Regions from separate parts of the Macaca mulatta genome. Here region 2 is linked to region 1. A link is a contact called in public Hi-C data. All regions are on one chromosome and are shown on one strand. The core of a region is the stretch at or near the end of the contact, and the rest is flanking DNA. Distances in the headings are between cores, read along the strand shown.

The links. Hi-C and Micro-C count contacts between places; a contact is called where the count stands out from the background.
Region 2: a contact with region 1 is called in a Hi-C map of liver, with 6 times the contacts expected there. The contact joins the promoter of BYSL here to the promoter of MRPS10 in region 1. A contact is called at or near these places in 3 of 14 Hi-C or Micro-C datasets (fetal cortex germinal zone, fetal cortical plate and liver).

Annotation. Positions count from the first base shown.
Region 1 is chr4:139,926,080-139,930,699 of T2T-MMU8v2.0, forward strand. MRPS10 (mitochondrial ribosomal protein S10) reads left to right here and starts at 3,053. Exons shown (of 7, transcript XM_028847574.2): 1 at 3,053-3,112. The coding sequence starts at 3,065.
Region 2 is chr4:140,251,213-140,256,019 of T2T-MMU8v2.0, forward strand. BYSL (bystin like) reads right to left here and starts at 2,308. Exons shown (of 7, transcript XM_001085599.5): 1 at 1,977-2,308. The coding sequence starts at 2,244. MED20 (mediator complex subunit 20) reads left to right here and starts at 2,666. Exons shown (of 3, transcript XM_015136338.3): 1 at 2,666-2,800.

The sequences.
Region 1 (4,620 bases), core at 1,803-4,302:
CTCAAGCCTGTAATCCCAGCACTTCAGGAGGCCGAGGTGGGCGGATCATGAAGTCAAGAGATTGAGACCAGCCTGGCCAACATGGAGAAACCCCATCTCTACTAAAAATACAAAAATTAGCTGGGCGTGGTGGCGCATGCCTGTAATCCCAGCTACTCAGAAGCTGAGGTAGGAGAGTCACTTGAACCCGGGATGCGGAGGTTGCAGTGAGCCAGGATCGCACCATTGCACTCCAGGCTGGGCAACAAGAGTGAAACTCCATCTCAAAAATAAATAAGAAGTGCACACAGGTGAAGTGTGCTGTTTCCATACTCTGGTGCAAGGCCGCACTGGAATCTCTGCCACACCTCAACATGAACTGAGTTCTAGTAAACAGAGGCCAGTCTGAGGGGCAGGAAAACTGGCTTCTGCTCCTAGACCTTTCCTATCTCCTAGATCTTTCCTATCTCCTAGATAGGTGTGATGCTGGGCGAATCATTTCACCTCTTCTTTGGTTCTCTTGCCTACAAAATAGGGTAGTAATAACTATTTGCGGGGAGAAAAAAAACAACTTCATATGTGTACGGTTCTTTAGTTGGATGCTACAAAATATTCTCATAAACTTGATCTTTTTATTTTTAATCTCTCAACAACCTTGTGAGGCAGGTGAAGTAGAAACTTAATGGCACAGATAGTGGATAACATCTATAGTGTATCAGTACATGGCAGTATTGTACTAAACACCATATACTGGTATTGCATCGAATTCCCAAGCAACTATTGGAAGCAGGAACTACTGTTATCTTTTTTTTTTTTTTTTTTTTTTTTTTTTTTTTTGACATATGAGAAAACTGAGGCTCAGGGTAGGGAAGTAACTTGCTCAAAGTCAGTCAACTAACTGGTAAACCTGGGATTAGAAACCAGATCTGATGATAAGGCTACAGTTTTCCATTAGGCTAAAATGCATATGTGAAAGCATTCTGGGAAAATAAAACTTAGAAATGTGCACAAATGGGCCAGGTGCAGTGGCTCATACCTGTAAAACCAGCACTTTGGGAGGCCAAGGTGAGAGGATTGCTGGAAGCCAGGAGTTTGAGACCAGCGTGGGCAACGTAGCAAGTCTCTGTCTCTACAAACAATAAAAATAAAATAAAAAATGGTTGCAAACACCTGTGGTTCTAGATACTCCAGAGGCTGTGGTGTGAGGATCACTTAACCCCAGGAGTTTGAGCCTGCAATGGGCTATGATCAAGCCAGTGCTCTCCAGCCTGGGCAACAGAGTGAGACACTGTCTCACAAAAAAATAAAATCAAATAAAATAAGACAATATGGTATTATAGAAGCAGACTTTAAGATGAGAAGAAAATAAAAGGAAAAAAAATCAATTTTTAAAGATTTACACAAATGGAAGAAGTTTTTTTTTGGAGATGGAGTCTTGCTCTATTTCCCAGACTGGAGTGCAGTGTGGCACCATCTCAGTCTCGACTCACTGCACCCTCTGCCTCCCAGGTTCAAGTGATTCTCCTGCCTCAGCCTCCCAAATAGCTGGGATTACAGGTGCACACCACCACAGCTGACTAATTTTTGTATTTTTAGAGAGACAGGCTTTTGCCATGTTGGCCAGGCTGGTCTTGAACTCCTGATGTCAAGTGATCCACCTGCCTTGGCCTCTCAAAGCGCTGAGTGCTGGAATTACAGGTGTGAGCCACTGCTCCTGGCCTTTTCTTTCTTTTTTTTTTAAGACAGTCTCATTGTGTCTCCCAGGCTGGAGTGCAGTGGCACGATCTTGGCTCACTGCAACCTCCATCTCCCAGGTTCAAGCAATTCTCATGCCTCTGCCTCCTGAGTAGCTGGAACTAGACGCACACGACGATGATATTCCACTAATTTTTTGTATTTTTAGTAGAGATGGGGTTTCACCATGTTGGCCAGGCTGGTCTCGAACTCCTGACCTCAGGTGATCCGCCTGCCTCAGTCTCCCAAAGTGCTGGGATTACAGGCGTGAGCCACCGTGCCCGGCCTGAAGAAGTTTTTATTATAGCAAATCCCAGTTATAAACTTTTTTACTTGGAAAAAATTATGGTGGACATTAATAACTAGACAAAACACCTTGGCTTGTTGTAGGTGAAGCTAGTCATTGTAAATTCCTAAATACAAGAGTAACATAAGGAAATGAATAATTTAGAAACATCAGTAGGACAGTGGTATACAAAATGGATGGAGCACAAGAATTCCAATTCGTGTGGGGAAGGAAGAAAGGATTAAGAACCATAATTAGAAAGCCATTGCAATAAGGTAACTGAGTGGCAACTGGACCCAATGGTAGTGGCCGACTTTTCTTTTTCTTATCATATATAGATTTTGTTAAAATTTTGAAAAATGCAAAAAAAAAAAATTGAAAAATGCAAAAATAGGAAAATAAATCACCCATTACTGAAGTAAATGGTGTCAATACATTAGTTTCAGTCTGGGCTTGGTGGCTCATACCTGTAATCTCAGTCCTTTGGGAGGCCAAGGCCAGAAGATCACTTGAGGACATGAGTTTGAGACCAGCCCACAAAATAACACGGGCAATATAACGAGACCCTGTCTCTACAAAAAAATTAAAAAACAAAAAATTAGTTGGCTGTGGTGGCACGCATTTGTAGTTCAGCTACTCGGGAGTCTGAGGCAGGAGGATCACTTGAGCCAGAAGTTTGAGGCTGCAGTGAGCTATGACTGTGCCGCTGCGCTCCAGCCTGGGCAGCCGAGTGAGACCCAGTCTCTAAAAGGAAAAAATAAGTAAATAAATAAGAGAGAGAGAGAGAGAGAGTGTGTGTGTGTGTGTGTGCACGCGCGCGCGTATACACACACAACAATTTAAAGGTGAAAATATTAATGGGGCTTGGTAACTATCCAGGCACTGCCCAGATCAAGGCTGGCCTCCGCCAGCCAACTGTCCCGCCCTCAAAAAGCACAGGATCGTGTCTCTATGGTTGTTCCAGCGTCTGAACAGGAGGATGTACTCTCTCCTTTTGCGGAACTCTATGGTCTGAGGACGCCGCTGTAACCCCGGAAGCAATACTGAGAGGTCGGGACCGACAAGATGGCGGCGCGGACAGCGTTCGGGGCCGTGTGCCGGCGCCTCTGGCAGGTACTGGATGGGCTAGGGAGACTAGGAGAGCTGACCGGGATAGTTGCCTTTAAGTTTCCCAGCCACCAGCTGCTCTGCCCATCAGAATTTTTCCTGATATTTATCCCTCACCTCGCGCCGTTTACAGGAAAGTGACGAGAAAGGGGCTGGTTTTATCAGAATTCTCTCCTGGAATTAAACATAAGTTAATGAGTCCAGGCAAAGATAGGAACAAGAATAATCGTAGAATGTCAGAGCTGGAAAAGATTTTGTACTTTCTATGTTCCAAAACCCTTCTTTTACGTTTGCAAAATAAACTGAGGCTCAGAGAAGACAGGAAATTTGCCTCGCGAAAATTAAGAGGCTGAGCTGGTGCGAGATCTCAAACTCTTCCCATGGAACTAAATTGAGATGCTTTCCTGGCATCCAGGTTTAGAGGAAGGTCTCAAGCCAAAGGAGTGGGTTAGATATCCTCTGCACAGTTATTTGGAGGAGGAGCAAAAACTTTTCAGCAGCGGTTCTCATGCTTTTTGGCCTTGGGACCGCTTTACACTTTCGGAGTTGAGGACTCCAAAGAGCTTTTGCTTTTGTGGATTTTAGCTATCTATATTTAGCTTTTTGGAAAATAAAACTTAAGAATATATATTGATTTAAAAGTAACACTCATTACATGTTACAACACTTTATGAAAAATATGTTTTCTGAACAAACGAGTAAGGAGCAGCAATGTTTTACATTTTTGCAGCTCTCTTTAATTTCTGGCTTAATAAAAGCTAGATTCAAATCTGCTTCTGTATTTAATCTTTTTCTATGTCACACCTCAGGCTGTCACGGGAAAACTTCACTATACACTAGTAAGAGAATGAGTGTAAAAGTTGTAAGTAACATCTTAGTTTTATGAAAATAGTTTTGATTTCCCGGACCCCCTGATAGTGTCTGAGAGACCCCACAGACGTCCTCAGACTACAGTTTGAGAACCACTGGTTTTTGTTTTGTTTTGGAGACGGAGTTTCGCTCTAGTCGCCCAAACTGGAGTGCAATGACACGATCTCGGCTCACGGCAACCCCCGCCTCCCGGGTTCAAGTGATTCTCCTGCCTCAGCCTCCAGAGAGGCTGGGACCACAGGCGCCCGCCACCGCGCCGGGCTAATTTTTTTGTATTTTTAGTAGATGGGGTTTCACCGTGTTCACCAGGATGATCTCGATCTCCCGACCTCGTGATCTGCCCGCCTCGGCCTCCCAAAGTGCTGGGACTACAGGCGCAAGCCACCGCGCCCGGCCTAGACTCCCACTTTTAAACGCAGAGGTTTATAAGGCTGGGCGCGGTGGCTCATGCCTGTAATCCCAGCACTTTGGGAGGACAAGGCGGGTGGATCACTTGAGGTCAGGAGTTCAAGACCAGCCTGGCAAACATGGCGAAACCCTGTCTCTACTAAAAATACAAAAATTAGCTGAGTGTGGCAGTGGGCCCCTGTAATCCCAGCTACTCAGGAGGCTAAGGCAGGAGAATGGCTTGAACCCAGGAGGTG
Region 2 (4,807 bases), core at 1,058-3,557, 320 kb after region 1:
TGTAGACCACTGTAATCCCCTACCTGTGGAGTGCTTTGTAGAGAGTATGAGATATGGCAGGGTGCAGTAGCTCACACCTGTAATCTCAGCACTTTGGGAGGCCAAGGAAGAGAGGATCACTTGAGCCCAGGAGTTTGAAACCAACCTGGGCACCACTGTGAGACCTCATCTCTACAAATAATTAAAGAATTAGTGGCTGGGTGAGGTGGCTCACATCTGTAACCCCAGCATTTTGGGAGGCTGAGGTGGGCGGATCACTTGAGGTCAAGAGTTCAAGACCAGCCTGGCCAATATGGTGAAACCCCATCTCTACTGAAAATACAAAAATCAGCTGGATGTGATGGCTCATGCCTGTAATCTTCGCTACTAAGGAGGCTGAGGCAGAAGAACTGCTTGGTCCTAGGTGGCAGAGGTTGCAGTGAGTTGAGATCGTGCCACTGCACTACAGCCTGGGCCGTCTCAAAAAAGAACAACAACAACAAAAAAAAGAATTAGTTGGACATGCTGGCACACACCTGTGGTCCCAGCTATGTGGGAGGCTGAGGTGGGAAAGATAGCTGGAGCCCAGGAGATTGAGGCTGTAGTGAGCTATGATTGTGCCACTGCACTCTAGCCTGGGTGACAGAGTGAGAGACTCTATCTCAAAAAAAAAAAAAAGAAAAAGAAAAAAAGGAGAATATGAGATACTAACGAGGAGGCTACTGTGATAATCCAGGTGAGAGATTGTGGTGGCTTCAACAGGATGGTGTTCCAAAGCGGTGAAAAGTGGTCTGATTTTGAATATACTTTGAAGGCAGAGTCATCAGAATTTTCTTACAGATCAGATGTGGGGAGGGAGAGACAGAGAGAGGAGATGGGGCGGGGGAGAGAGGGAGAGACGGGGAGAGAGAAATACAGGAGTCTAAAGTTTGTCTTGAGCAAATGAAAGAATACGCTACTGACGGGGAAGACAATGGTGAGAGAAGCAGGTTTGGAGAGGTCAAGATTTCTGTTTTGTACATGTTAAATTTGAGCTGTCAGATTTTAAATTGGAGTTGCCAAATAGGCAGTTGAATATAAGAATATGGATTTCATGGAAGAGGTCAGGGCTAGACTATAAAGTTAGGAGTAGTCACCCAAGAGATGGTATTTAAACCACGAAACTTGCCAGCACCAGAGAATATTTGAAGAGGTCAGAGGACTGAGGATAAGAGGTTGCAATAGGAGTCAGTCAAGGATACTGAGAAGTGAGGTGGCAGTAAAACAGGAGTGTTGATGTCTTAAAACCCAAGTAAGGATACTGTGGCCAGGAGGCCACTATTCAATTGCGTCAAATATTGCTTTAGATGAGATCTGGAAAACGGATGAAGCATCTCAGAGGTCAACACTCCCTCCCTAGCGAGAAAATATCAAACGTCTTTCATCTCTCTCCCTCTTTGGCTGCTAAACAATGTGTTTTCTGCTCATAACACTTCCCATTCGTTTTTCAGTTCTCAACTTAAAAGGTCCTGCTGCAATCGGAGAAGCTTCTCAAGACCAATGCTATTGTTACCAGGGAAGCGACACTTTATCATAGAAAAATATTATTCTAAGAGTCTACTTAATTGACTCTCTACTGGGCTTGACTGTAAGGTCCTTAAGTCAGACGTGCCTATGTTGTTTACTTCTGTACCCAAACATTCGATAGAACTCCGAGCATAGTACAAAGCTCGTAGTGGGTATCCCATATATATTTACAAAACCAATGGATAAATGCTAGGGTGGAGCGAGCGATTACTGTTGGCCTAACTTAGGGGATGTGTAGAAGGGAGTGCCTAAAACTAGGAGTGGACGCGGAGGGCTCTGAACAGGGTTCAGTTTCCCATTCCATTACTTTTGCAAGTGTAATACGGACCCTTTGTTGACTCGAAGCAATTCCCCTGCCAGACACTTTTTAGCTGTCCACCCCGCCCCACTACTGGCCACTGTCTTCCTCGGATCTCATCCCAGACACTCACCCAGCCGCGTGGTGCGTTCCCGCGACGCCGCGGGCTTGTCCCCAGTCCCATGCTCGGCCTCGAGCTCCTCCTGTTGCTGCCGTGCTTGCTGCAAAATCCGCCGGCTCAGCCGGGGTCCCACATACTCTTCCTCCGTTTCTCCGGTCCTGCGACCCCGCCGCTTCTCCCGGACCCCTGCCCGCACCGCATTCCCAGCCAGGATCTGATCGGCCAGGGGCGCATGTTTTTCCTGACCCCCGACCCCACGGGCCGCCTTCAACTTGGGCATTTTTCTCGAAAACGTTGCCGCGGAGGTTCGCACGTGGGGACGGCGAAAAAGCCAGATTGCGCTTGCGCGGTGGACTCCCGGCTCTCAAGAGGCCACGCGGCGATCACAGCGCCCCCTAGCATTCGGAGGCCAGAAGCACCATCAGCGCCGCCCCTCCCACTAAAAGAGCTCCCGGGTTCCGGAGCTGGACTCCCCAATATATTCACAGCCTTTAACGTTAGCTTCTCTCAACAGTGCAGTCTTTGAGTGTCGCTCTTAGCTTCATGGGTCTAGGCCTAGAGTGCTCAGCCAAACGAGAATGTCTGGATTTAGAAACCTGTGGGCGGGAATCCGCAGATGATGTCACTGGAGGTGTCACCGAGTGGCCCTGAGACCCGCCCCACTCCTTGGGGAAGGCGTGGACCCGGCGCTCTGTTTTTACGTATTTCCGGAGTCTCTTCCGAGACCGAAGGTTGTGTTGGGGAACTGAAGCAGTTTCTGTGGGCGGATAGGGAACCCTGCGTTTCTACCGTGTGATCCGGCCGCCTTCCTGGCCCGACGCCATGGGAGTGACTTGGTAGGACTGCAGGGGGTTTTGTGGGGCGGAGCTTGGAGTTGTGAAGGGCCGAAAAGAGGACCTTGACCGTGGTCCGCCGTCCCCTGGGAGCTGTCCTCGGGTTGTGTGGATGAGAGGATGCCGTGCGAGCCGCGGGTTCCCCGGCCTTGTTTCCTCGGAGATGCGCCCCTTCCTCTTGGAAGGCGGGAAAGCAAAGCGAAGTTTTTTTTTTTTTTTTTTTTTCTTTAAGACGGAGTCTCGCTCTGTCGCCAGGCTGGAGTGCAGTGGTGCGATCTTGGCTCACTGCACCCTCCGCCTCTTGGGTTCAAGCGATTCTCCTGCCTCAGCCTTCCGAGTAGCTGGGACTACAGGCGCCCACCACCACGCCCGGCTATTTTTTGTATTTTTAGTAGAAATGGGATTTCACCATATTGGCCAGGCTGGTGTCGACAAAGCAAAGTTTTTTTTTGTTTTTTTTTTTGTTTGTTTGTTTGTTTTTGAGACGGAGTCTCGCTCTGTCACCCAGGCTGGAGTGCAGTGGCCGGATCTCAGCTCACTGCAAGCTCCGCCTCCCGGGTTCACGCCATTCTCTTGCCTCAGCCTCCCGAGTAGCTGGGACTACAGGCGCCTGCCACCTCGCCCGGGTAAGTTTTTTGTATTTTTAGTAGAGACGGGGTTTCACTGTGTTAGCCAGGATGGTCTCGATCTCCTGACCTCGTGATCCGCCCGTCTCGGCCTCCCAAAGTGCTGGGATTACAGGCTTGAGCCACCGCGCCCGGCCGACAAAGCAAAGTTTTTATCCCAGGAACCTATCAATGGTTGTGTACCTCATTCCCTTCTAGATTCATTTTCCTTCCCGTGAGGCCATAGTACTGCCCGCAATGGGACGTCAGGGTTGGAAATAGGGTCTTTGGACTGTGACCCACCTGCAGACAGGGTTAGAGGGAGTGGGTTATAAGCAATCAGGAAACAGTATTTTTAAAGATTTTCTTTATTTTTCTTTATTTCTTTTTCTTTCTTTTTTTTTTTTTGAGACGGAGTTTCGCTCTTGTTGCCCAGACTGGAGTGCAATGGCGCGATCTCGGCTCACAGCAACCTCCGCCTCGCGGGTTCAAGCCATTCTCCTTCCTCAGACTCCGGAGTAGCTGGGATTACAGGCATGCGCCACCACGCCCGGCTAATTTTGTATTTTTGGTAGAGACGGGGTTTCTCCATGTTGGTCAGGCTGGTCTCGAACTCCAGACCTCAGGTGATCCGCCTGCCTCGGCCTCCCAAAGTGCTGGGATTACAGACGTGAGCCACCGCGACCGGCCAAGATTTTTGCCTACCCTTCCCTCAGCCATCAAATGCAGTTAGACCAGCTTGTGTCTGTTTCTAATTTGCCCATTTTAAGATCTTGGGTCCAGAGGGAAAAAGAGGCTATTGAAAATAAGGAGATCAGGGTTCCAGGCACTTTATCTCTTTAGGACCCGTTTCCCACTATGTTTAATTCCATGGTTAGTCTAGTTTCAGAGGAGTTTTTATCTTTCATAGGTTTTAAGTCTCCGTTGGAAGAAGATGAGGTAGCAGGGAAAGGTATGGGTCCAGTGCTTGTGGAGGCGTTAGTTGTAAGGTGCCAGGTCCCAGAACATTTTTTTCTTATCTCAGTAGATGTGAGCATTTTTCCCCGTGGGAGAAACCCAGAGGCCAGGATATCTGAAGCCAGTGGCTATAGGCTTCTCATACAAAAGCATGTGTAGGGGAAATACTTTTCCTCCTGGTAGCCCAGGTTCTTGCAGGTTTCTCAGTGATTGCACTCTTGTTTCCCACAGTTCACATCATGATCCTCCTGTGTTCCTTAATGGAAGCAAGATATGTGAGGGATGGAAATAGAAAGGATGCAGCGTAGAACCCTGGAACCCCATGCTCTTTCTTTTTTTTTTAAAGAAATAGAAATGGGTTCTTGCTGTTTTGTACATCCAGGTCTTGAATTCCTGAACTCAAGCGAGCCTCCTGCTTTGGTGTCCCAAAGTATTGGCATTACAGACA